2 separate regions of the Zea mays genome follow, and region 1 is linked to region 2. Evidence: chromatin contacts called from public Hi-C data. All regions are on one chromosome and are shown on one strand. The core of a region is the stretch at or near the end of the contact, and the rest is flanking DNA. Distances in the headings are between cores, read along the strand shown. Region 1 holds the start of LOC100283823 (peroxin Pex14). Region 2 holds the start of LOC103649910 (cation/calcium exchanger 4).

Region 1 (5,217 bases), core at 128-2,627, 170 kb after region 2:
GTTGAACATCACTATTTTATTTCCTCTATACATTATAAAGAATTAATATATTATTAAAAGACATTTTTATCTTAAATCCTTTGGAGAACTTTTATAAACCCTAAAATAGAATTTTGGGTGTTACACGAGAGCGTCCGAGAGAAGGCCAGAAGTAGAGCATCACTTACGTATGGAGAAAGCTCGCAACTCTTTATGAAGTTACTCGTCCGGATGCTTGATTCTCGCGTGAGTTTTTCTTTGCATAGAGCATCAACGAGAATAACATTAAAAGATAAGACATATTTATTAAATCTAATCAAGTCTATATTTAATATTCATAATTAATATTTAAATATTTGTACTAGACTCAAAGAAAGGATAAAAGACATACGACGTTGAGTCTGGACTCACATGCGCACGGTCATAGACTCATACTTAGAGATGGCAATGGGTACCCGAAACCTAAAACCCGATGGGTTTTTACCCCATTAGGGTATGTACAGTGATGTTTAATGTGGAGGCACTTAAGGTGTCTTAAGGGGGGTATTTGTAAAAAATTTTAGAGCCGTCTCTCCGTGAAGAGACGCCTCTGGCTCGTAAACCAAGTAGCAACAGACGCCTTACTTCCCACTGTACGAATTTGTCGTATGTTTTATCGATCTGATGCTGTACAAATGCATTTAATTATGTATTTATTAACATACTACATTTATAGACACTCCATTGTATAATAGAGTCTCTTAGTTGTCTCTTGTGCTTGGAGAACCGTTTTGATGTCTCTCTACTATACATGCCCATAGGGTACGGTTTTGGGTCAATTTTCATACTCATGGGTTTGTTAATGGGCATAAATCTATACCCGGCAGGTTTATGGGTACGGGTTTGTTTCTATAGTACCCAAACTCGTGAACTCATGTGTTTTTTAAACCCGACCAAATCTAATGCATATTATCATTTTATTTTATAAACGAACAACAAACTTGTTATTCTTTATTTACTTCATAATTTTTATCAATTGGTGAATATATCAGTAGTCGGTGAGAGTGTTGCTTGCTTGCTATTATAGTTTTTACTAGCGTTATATATGTGGTGGATGAATAACTTAGTGCAAGGTCACTTAATTATACAATTTATTATTTGTATTTCATTCTCTCTACTAATAATTTTTATACTAAATGATAAACTCGTTGTTCATTACATAGATTTTGGATCATGATATCATTAATCATTACGATACTTATTGATTAAAGAAAAACAAGTATATTGGAGATGAAACCTATAGGTAACCCATGGGTACCTGCTAACCCGATGGATATAGGTTTAGGCAAAATCTTAAACCCGTTATGGGTACAAATTTTTTAATGGGCATAAATATTTTTTACGCGGGGATGTTCCAGCGCGTCGTCGTCGTCCGATTCTGTCTCCCTCAGGTCGAGATTCGAGAGTTCCCGTGTTCGTCCATCCGCGCTGTGAGGTTCTCCGATGGCCGAGAAGTCACCCAGCTCCGCGCCGCAGGGTCAGACTCTCTTCCTTTCTCATCAGTTGTGCATAAAACACCTTCCGGTCTTTTCTCCGTGCGATTCTTGCGGCAGGTGTGACCTTTCTTTGCGTGGCGACTCTGGTGCCGGGTTGATTACCTCTGGTTAAATTCATCGGTAACAATCTGACGCGAATTATTCATCGAGTATTAGCGACGGCGAGGATTTGGTACATATGTCGTTGATGGGTCCTGCGGCTGCCGGCTGGAAGGAGTAGGAGACTAGGGATTCGTCCAATTCGTCGAATTGGCGTACAAAGAAGTGGATTTCTGAGCTATTCGAGGATATATTTTTTGTTCTGATTTGTCCTGTGAGAGTTCTTCGCTAGTAATCAGGGCTCTTTACTTGTTTAATGAATGGTTGATGAGCATGATGATGCTTATCTGGCTCATAAGTTTCAAGAGTAGGCTACAAAATGGATGCTCTAGCTTCTTGCATCAGGCGAAATCATAAAAGGCGCGCCCTTTTGTGGACACAGCCTAATGACTGCTGGTGGTTAGGACTGTGCAAGGCTGGAACTAAGGTTGCAAAAATGCTTCAAACCAAACTGGAACTAGCATGTTTCTTGGTCTTAAACAAAATTCAATAGATGTAAGTGGTGGGTGGGACAAAAGTTAATTCATGTTTGAAATTTGTAAACAGATTTCTGCAAATGTGTTGTGTATGGGCGCAGAGTTCAGGCTTGCATATAAATTACCCCTCTAACACTACTCCCATCACACAATGAAATGATGTGGACAAAATGGCAGTTCTGAGGGTTCGTCTTGTTCTTTTATTGACGACTCACTGTGCTTAACTGTTTACGCTTCCCCTGATCTCAAAACAAAATGGTACATTCTGATTTTCTGACTCTGTAGGTGGTTCTGGTGGGAATGAATCATTCGATAATCTTGTAATTCAAGCTCCACAGCTTATGAGGGAGGATTACATACAGAATGCTGTGAAGTTTCTTTCACATCCGAAAGTGAAGGGTTCTCCAGTATTTCACAGGCGTTCCTTCCTGGAAAAGAAAGGCCTTACAAGTGAAGAAATTGATGAGGCCTTTTGTAGAGTTCCTGTAAGATTTTATTTTCCTGCTACCCCTACTGTTTACCCTAGGTGAAAGTGTTTCTGAGCTAGCTTAATGCCTTATAGGACCCTAAGCCAAATGGAACAGATGCTGTAGCTGCTGGTAGGCAACAAGGTAACTTATCATTCTAGATATGGTGCAATTTACTGTGATACCATCTCATTTTTTGGACATCATCTTTATTTTAATTCTTTCTGATTTTTATTATTTAGATCTTCTTATTATGTTCAGCCCTAGCTATCACTTATCAGTATATGATTGTTGTTAAATTGATGGCAAAATAGCAGATCCAAATTATAAGAAATCTTAGAAGCTTGATTTGCACAATGTTTTTTTTCACCTGAACAAGGAAGATTTACTTCCTGTTTTCTTAGCTTTGTCAGGATAGCTGACAAACAAATAACACTAGTGAAAATTAGTATCTGTTTCTGCTTGATGAAGATACTTTCACTGTTCTTTCATTCCTCAGTTGCAACTGCTCTTATGTCTTGTATAGCACTTGCGATCAACTTATTTTGCTTTCTTGAATTAGTGACTAACTTATTTCAAATAATAATATCTTGATGTAGCTATAGGTTGATTGCACTATGATTCTCTTTTCCCTTCAACGATGGAATTGTCCTTGAATAGGAGTGGATGGAAATCGGCTATTCATGTGACTGAACCACAAATAGTCTTTATCCCTAGTAATATCACTATTAGTGATGCTTTTGTGTATATAGTTAGTTGCCCGTGCATCGCTATGGTTTCCATATATGATATATGATTTATTTGTACAACACAATCCAATATGAGTTGTAGTGGTTAGAGACGAGTGCCCTCTTTCTAGTTATCACGGTTTGAATCCTCGTGCTGGTGATTTTTTTATGTTTCGTTGGCGTGAGGAGGGGGGCGAAGCAGGAGATCCGACCAAATCAGAGGGACAGTGGATTGATTACAAAAGAAATATAAGGGTTTTTTTTGTAAAATTGATGACGGTGGAACCGTGGAACCAGGAAAACTGGTGGTTTAATATAGTAGAGATTTCTTTGTTTCTTTTCCCCTTTTGTGAGTGGTCTATGTTGGATTCAACTCTGTCCTACCTGGCTACCCAACTTAATTGGGAGCTGGAACTAAAAGGCTTAGATATTGTTGTTGTTGATGATGATAGTTCATACAAATTATTCCAGAATTTATGCCATAGACTGAAGTTAGTAACTGTCTTGTTTCTTTTATTCCTCCAGCAAACAATCCCAGTCAATCTGTTGTGCTGCAACCTTATACAGAAGTTCAACCACAAGCAGCTACTGCCTCTGCCACTGCTGGACCAATTGTTCCACATACAAAGGCACAGTTGAGCTGGGTAAACACACTCCTTGGTGCAGGTCTTTTTCTTGGTTTAGGGGCTAGTGCTGCCATAACCCTAAAGGTACATCTGGTCATTCTGTAAGTTTTTTTTTTAAAAAAATTATGTCAGATGCTGAACTTATTCCCATGAATATTTTTTTCTCAGAAATTGGTCATCCCTAGTCTGAAATCTTGGACTCGTAGAGTCGTTGCTGAAGGAGATGAAAATGCAAAGAGTGAACATACTTCCAAACTTTGTGAAGAAATTAGGGAAGCCATAAAAGTTTCTGCATCAGCCTTTTCTGATATTGCTAAAATAAACCAAGAAGTGCTTGCTTCAAAAGATGAAGGTTTCAGAATTTGTTTTTGATAATTTATCATATTTGAAAGTACAGTAGCCATTATATTTTTGGATTTTGTTACTTTAGTGAGTTAACTCCTTTTTACAGATAGGAAGGTACTCATGAAGTTAACAGAAGCATTCGAGTCACAAGAAAATGTGTTTAAATCATTGAGTGAGACCTTAAATCGTATCAGGGAGAATCAGCTTTCGGATTGCAATTTCAGAAATTTTGGGCTGCTCAATTCAGCCCTCATTACCCTTTTGCCAAAGCTTGAGGGTGCAGCCCTTGTGAAGGACTTCCGTCCGATCAGCCTCATACATAGCTTCGCCAAGCTGGTAACAAAGATGATGGCAAATAGGCTGGCTGGACACTTGGGTGCAATGGTTTCACCCAATCAGACGGCTTTTATCAAAAAAAGGTTCATTCTTGACAACTTCATATTGGTGCAGCGTACGGCCAGATATCTCCATCAACAAAGACAGGCTCGTATCCTCTTCAAGTTAGACATTTCTAAGGCTTTTGATTCGGTGTCATGGCCGTTTCTCATTGAGGTTTTGAGGAAAATGGGGTTTGGGCAGATTTGGTGTGATGTTGTGTGTGGACTGTTGGCTTCTTCCTCCACAAGAATTTTGCTAAATGGCGTTCCTGGGGAGATCATTTCACACCAGAGGGGCCTTAGGCAAGGAGACCCACTATCCCCTTTGTTGTTCATTTTGGTTATGGATGTTCTGAACTTGCTCATTCAAAAGGCTTCCGATGAAGGGTTACTTCAGCAGCTATCTTCTGGGACTTTACATCACAGGCTTTCTCTCTACGCGGATGACGCGGTGGTTTTTCTTAGGCCGGTGGCTTCAGACATCAGCTTGGTCCTGGAGATCCTTCGGCTTTTTGGGGAAGCCTCGGGGCTCAAGACCAATGTCCTGAAAAGTAGTGTGTTCCCCATTCGTTGTACCGAAGATGA
Region 2 (5,385 bases), core at 1,464-3,963:
GTTTTCACACTACCAAGGGTGGGAGCCAGACATGTCCAATATGGCACAGTGGCTGGTCATTGCCGATATTGGTCTACTAAAAACCTACTTAGGACTATAAACAACATTTTGATTGGTCGACCACATCTCATATCAAGAGTAAAAGATATCACTTCTTGTTTGATATGGTTAAAAACTAAGAGTGAGGGCAATACAAGTTACAAAACTTGCTGGGCATAGATCACATATAACCTTACAAACTTTGAGAAGTGGCAGCTCTACTCTACAGGATGGAAGGAGATTTACTGTTTGCAATGCAAATATGTAACAGGAAGTTCAAGGTGTGTTGACATTATTACTATGAGTGAAGATAAATTTATACATACAAATAATTGCCACAACTGCAAGCGTGTTTTCTCCCAAAAATATCAAACCCAAAAAATGTGCAGACAACTTGACATGCAGGACCACAAGTACAGAACAGACCAACACTGTATAACTTCATTTCATTTATATAAAATGGCAGCCATGAGCAAGTACTTTGACATTAATCCCAACTTTACAGGCAAGTAATTATCTAACTCGATCCAGGCAGTGGCAATATGCCGACAGCACTGCCTACCCTAATAAAAAGAAAAATTGAGTAAAGAGCAATGAGGCCAACTCCAAGTATCTTGTTAGGCCGCATGTCACCTCTCGGCAGCATAACAAGAGCCCAGATCAATCCAGCAACAAGAAAGCTCATTGTGTAAATAAGAGAGTGGTCCTGTGGAAGAACATACGAATTGGGTGCCGTTGACCAAGCTCCAAGCAACATTGATATACCCAAACCAGCAAGTGTATTAAACATAGGTCCTGCATAACATCCAGACATGGCAATCTGCACGCCGTCACCTCCATTCATCGCTAAAGCAACATTTGACATCAAGTCACCCATTGAATTTCCCCATGCTAACACTGTTAGCCCAAGTATTGAAGGATTAATTCCCAGTATCACACCCAAAGCAACCAAAAGTGCAACCAGTTCATTAGCGATGATGTAGAACCAGATGATGCTCATCACAAAGCCTCCAAAAACCCATGGAAACAAAAACCTCCGTGGAGGACGTTCATTACTGGTGAACAGGAAAACCAGAGCAGCTAGTGCAATCCCCAACATGACAGCCATAACATATGCTGCTATGCTAACCTTTGTGGATACTGTATCCTGACTGCTCCATAAAAATGCCAAAAGAACAGGCGCCAAGCAAGAACTTGCAACAGCATATTCTTTGGACCAGCGGTCCTCCTCCACTATAGGAATTGTCAACTTTCTTGGTATCGTCAAGGGAAGCTCCATAAACGAGAACAGCTTGTAAATATTGAATGTGGAGTTATCCACTTCTCCCTCACTCCAACCCCATAATGGCCTTGAGCTGTCAGGCGAACCATCTCTATTTCCATGATTTGAGTAGATGGCTACATGAGAAGCCCACATCCACTGAGGCACGGATGTATTCATTTGGGTTACCTCACCATCTGCATCCTCCTCAAGAAGTGAACTGTATGCTGACTCATCCTGCTCTGCTCCTTGTTCAAATATACTTGCCCTCACAGGCAACAACGGTGTGAACACATCAAACTTCAGCCTCCTGGCATGCTTCCTCAATACCTCATTTGCAGCAACAACAAATGCATAGACCACATAAATCGACACAAACATCATAGCTCCCCAAACAGTCACCTTCCCAATGGTCAACACTATAGACAAAGCCAAAAGAGTCACCAGAAAGAACCCAACATCCCTCACGAAACACCTCCTGTCAATCTGCACATTCTTCTCGGCAACACACAACGACACCGCCCCGACCACAACACAAGTCACAAATACAGCTCCACCCAGAACGCTGTTCAGCCCAACATCACCAGCACCGCTCCCCATAAACGCCGCAATGCTAGCAAACACGTCAGGGGCTCCATTACCAAAGGGGAGCAGCGTCACGCCAGCCAAGGTCGGCGGGAGCCGCAACAGTGCCGACATCTTCTCAAGGCTGCAGCAGAAGTAGTCGGCAGCAGTATTGCCCAGCATATAGAACAGCGCGGCCAGGCATACCCCGAGCACCGCGTAGCCCAGCACCCTGAACCTCTCGCATCTGCAGTAGAAGAAGCCTAGGTAGTCGACGAACCCATCGGAGCTGCACTGCGGGTGGGCCCGGAGGAACTCGCACTGCGTCCCGAACCCCTCGTGCAGCGCGATGCCCGCGCACGCCACGGAAGGGTCCTCCGGCTGCTCGCCATTTAACGGAACGGTCCCCGAAGCCGAAGGGTTCGCGGCGCTGGATGCGGGGCCGGCAGGGTCGGCATCGGAGAGGAACCTGCGGTGCACAGGGTAGAATCCGGAGCCTAAGAGCCGCGCGGCGCGCGGTGAGCCCCCATCGGAGCGGCTGTACAGGAGGAGGAGGAATAACACCAGGGAGACGGCGGCGAGGGGCCGAACCCGGCGCGGCTGCGACGCGATCATCTCCGGCAGGTTCAGGGTGAAGGGTTTCCGTAGTCGCACATGCCGAATTTGCGGTCGGATTTGGGGATTTGTCAGGTACGGGGTGACTCGGAGAATTGTGGCCGGGGTCAGGGTTTGCCGTAGATGTTGGGCGTGGTTCCTGGTTCGGTAGTTGACGACGAGAGGAAGCGAAGGAGACGAGACGACAACAGGTTCATTGGTTGCCCACTTGCCCTTTGCCTTGTCCGTTCTCCGTTGCTCGGCTCCGTCCGAAAAGCTGGTGACAGTGCGGGGTGGGTTGGACTTGGCCAATCCCGGTCATTTGATTTTTGCTCTTAAACTACGAAATTAGTTTGTTTTGACCTTCACAACTTTTAAAACAGTTGTTTTCACCTGGAATAATTTTGATAGTCCATGTGGCACTATGTCATAGGTGTAAATAAGAGTATAAGACAAGTTTTATTTGGAACCTAATCATGTTTATTTGAGTCCAACGGTAATAAGATATTACACTAAAAATTAATATTGATCTATTCAAACTAAGATTTTATTTGGAACGTAATCATGTTTATTACTCGTTCTAATGCTAATTCTAGCTGAAGTTCGTGTTCAAATGTTATAATTTTCAGGTTTCACTTATTCATCCCCTTTCTGGGCGACTTTCACAAACCCTCCTCATCCGTGAGCAACGCATCCTTCTAGTGCTTATAAGCATAGGGAGTCGTTGCTTGCCACACTCGTACCCCCAATCACCCCTTTTTCTGAGCTCAGAACTCCTTATCACGGATGGATCCCTGCAAAGGGTCAGCCGGCGAACCCTCTTCAGGAGGAGGCAATCCCACCAACGAGTACTAGGTCAAGGTAAGATCCTTCTAGCCCATGATTGTTTGTGTGTTATTTTGGTTATACTTATTATTATACACATGTTCTTGACTTTCGGTTTTCTTGCTTAAGGGCTACGTCCCGCGCCGACAGTGGTCGGGACGTTCCCTCCTCCATGGGGTTGTCCTGGTCGGGCTCGTGGGATGCCCCTCCATCGGTCTCGGATTCTGAGCTTCAGGGAGCCTTTCTGTCGCTTGGGCTGCTCTTGATGTTGTCGACGCTGAGACAGGCCATCTCTAGGTTCGGCTTGTCAAATCCGACAGTGGTATGGTCGGTAATGCTCTTCTCGATATTTACTTTCGTGTTTTTCATCCGAATTACCTTCCTTTGCGCACCCTTTTCAGAGCTAGAGGGCGAGTTGTGGGAGCTACGCTATCGAGTGGGTCAGGCTATAGAGCACGTAATAGCTTGTAGTTTATGAGAGCACCTAGAGGGGGATGAATAGGTGATCCTACAAAATAGTCACTAAAAACACAAACTTAGTCTAAAATGATATTAGTGCAAAATAGTCATTAAAAACACAATTTTATCTCTAGTCTTAAAATATTTAATGAAGAAGAATAAACATGTTGCTTTTTATTTTCTCGACGGGGGTGGGGGAACTACACCTGATATATTGGGCTCTTGGCAGCCTAGAAAAACAACCCTAAAAGGGCAAGGAGATTACAAGCATCAAAGGGCATGGGAGAGGCGTCCATGCCAAGCAAAAGCATGGGTGGATTCAAAATATTTCAATCTACAAGCTCACAAGCGGGCATCTGCAATACATGCACGAAGGGTTACAACAAGGGGGTGGTTCTTGTCCGAAGACATAATTGTTGCGCCTCTTCCACAAGTGCCAGCAACAAAGCGCAACGAAGGTGGGGGAAGCCTAGAGAAGACAGGGGGTCGAAGAAGTTGGTGCGGGTTGAATCAGCTGAGGTCCTCACCGACTTGGATACCCATGGCGTGCCAGAATTCACGAGCAAAGGAGTGGTGCACGAGGATGTGCGAGGACGTTTCCTGGCCAGAAGATCAAATTTCACAAGTGTCATCAAAGACAATGCCTTTCCTCAGCAGGTTAGCTCGTGTCTAGAGCTTGACCTTCGAGGCTAGCCAAAAGGAAGAACTTGACATGAGGAGGAGCATTGCTGCCCCAGATGAAGCTAGGTATGGGTGAGGCCTCATGTGGGGGACAGATATCCCCCGGGTCCACTAGAAGGATAAAAGACCTCACGAAAGGCCCAAAGGCCCCATAATTCGTAAGGTCATCCCCCTCGTGGGCCTGGGAGGAACGACCAGTGAGACAGATCAGCACAAGGCTGGGTCGGTGCAAGCCCAGACGACCCAACAACATCCGAGCAGTAATCACAACAGTGACCCGACCTTCCCGCACGGGAGCCCCGTACATTGGAACTGGGCGAGGATGAGTCGGCTGAATTATAGGGAGACAAACTCAGTTAGTTCACTATTATTCTGGCTCACGTTGTTATCATATCCACATGTAATGCCCCATGGTCGAGGATATAAGGCCTAAGGGGGCACCCCTTCAAGACGATCGATCGAGAGAGACATCATTCATCACTTAGCCATCCACCCCGCTCTCTACGTTTTCCAGCACTAGAGAGCTCCCTTGTAACCCATCGCATAAAGCATTCCAGCCAGGACGTAGGGTGTTACGCATCTCAAGGCGGCCCGAACCTGTACATCGTTGTCTACTATTTCTCGTGCGCCCAGCATGAACCATCGAGCTACAGTCGATAACACCGTCCTACTCCTAAAAAAGCACCTTGGGGGGTAACCCTGGGTGCGCGGTCGGACCCGAAACACCGACAGCTGGCGCGCCAGGTAGGGGGTGTGTCATCGATCCAAGCTAGCTCAATGGTTGTCACCTTCCAGCACAAGATCATCCTCCGCCCCGGATCCATATTCTGCTTCGGTACTATCTCATCTGTAGTGGATGAGGAGGGAACTCTGCATCGCCTGGCGGATCCGCCTGAGAGAAAGCCTTCCTCAGAAATCTCCGAGAAAATCGAGGCGAGGCAGGAAAAAGTGTAACCTCCAGC

The links. Hi-C and Micro-C count contacts between places; a contact is called where the count stands out from the background.
Region 1: a Hi-C map of ear shows a contact between it and region 2, with 2.4 times the contacts expected there. The contact joins the promoter of LOC100283823 here to the promoter of LOC103649910 in region 2. A contact is called at or near these places in 3 of 25 Hi-C or Micro-C datasets (ear, leaf and tassel).

Annotation. Positions count from the first base shown.
Region 1 is chr3:30,260,890-30,266,106 of Zm-B73-REFERENCE-NAM-5.0, forward strand. LOC100283823 (peroxin Pex14) reads left to right here and starts at 1,378. Exons shown (of 9, transcript NM_001361356.1): 1 at 1,378-1,495; 2 at 2,375-2,574; 3 at 2,652-2,700; 4 at 3,810-3,994; 5 at 4,079-4,262. The coding sequence starts at 1,462.
Region 2 is chr3:30,090,658-30,096,042 of Zm-B73-REFERENCE-NAM-5.0, forward strand. It overlaps LOC103649910 (cation/calcium exchanger 4), which reads right to left and starts at 2,714. Exons shown (of 1, transcript XM_008675594.4): 1 at 454-2,714. The coding sequence starts at 2,479. The coding sequence ends at 557.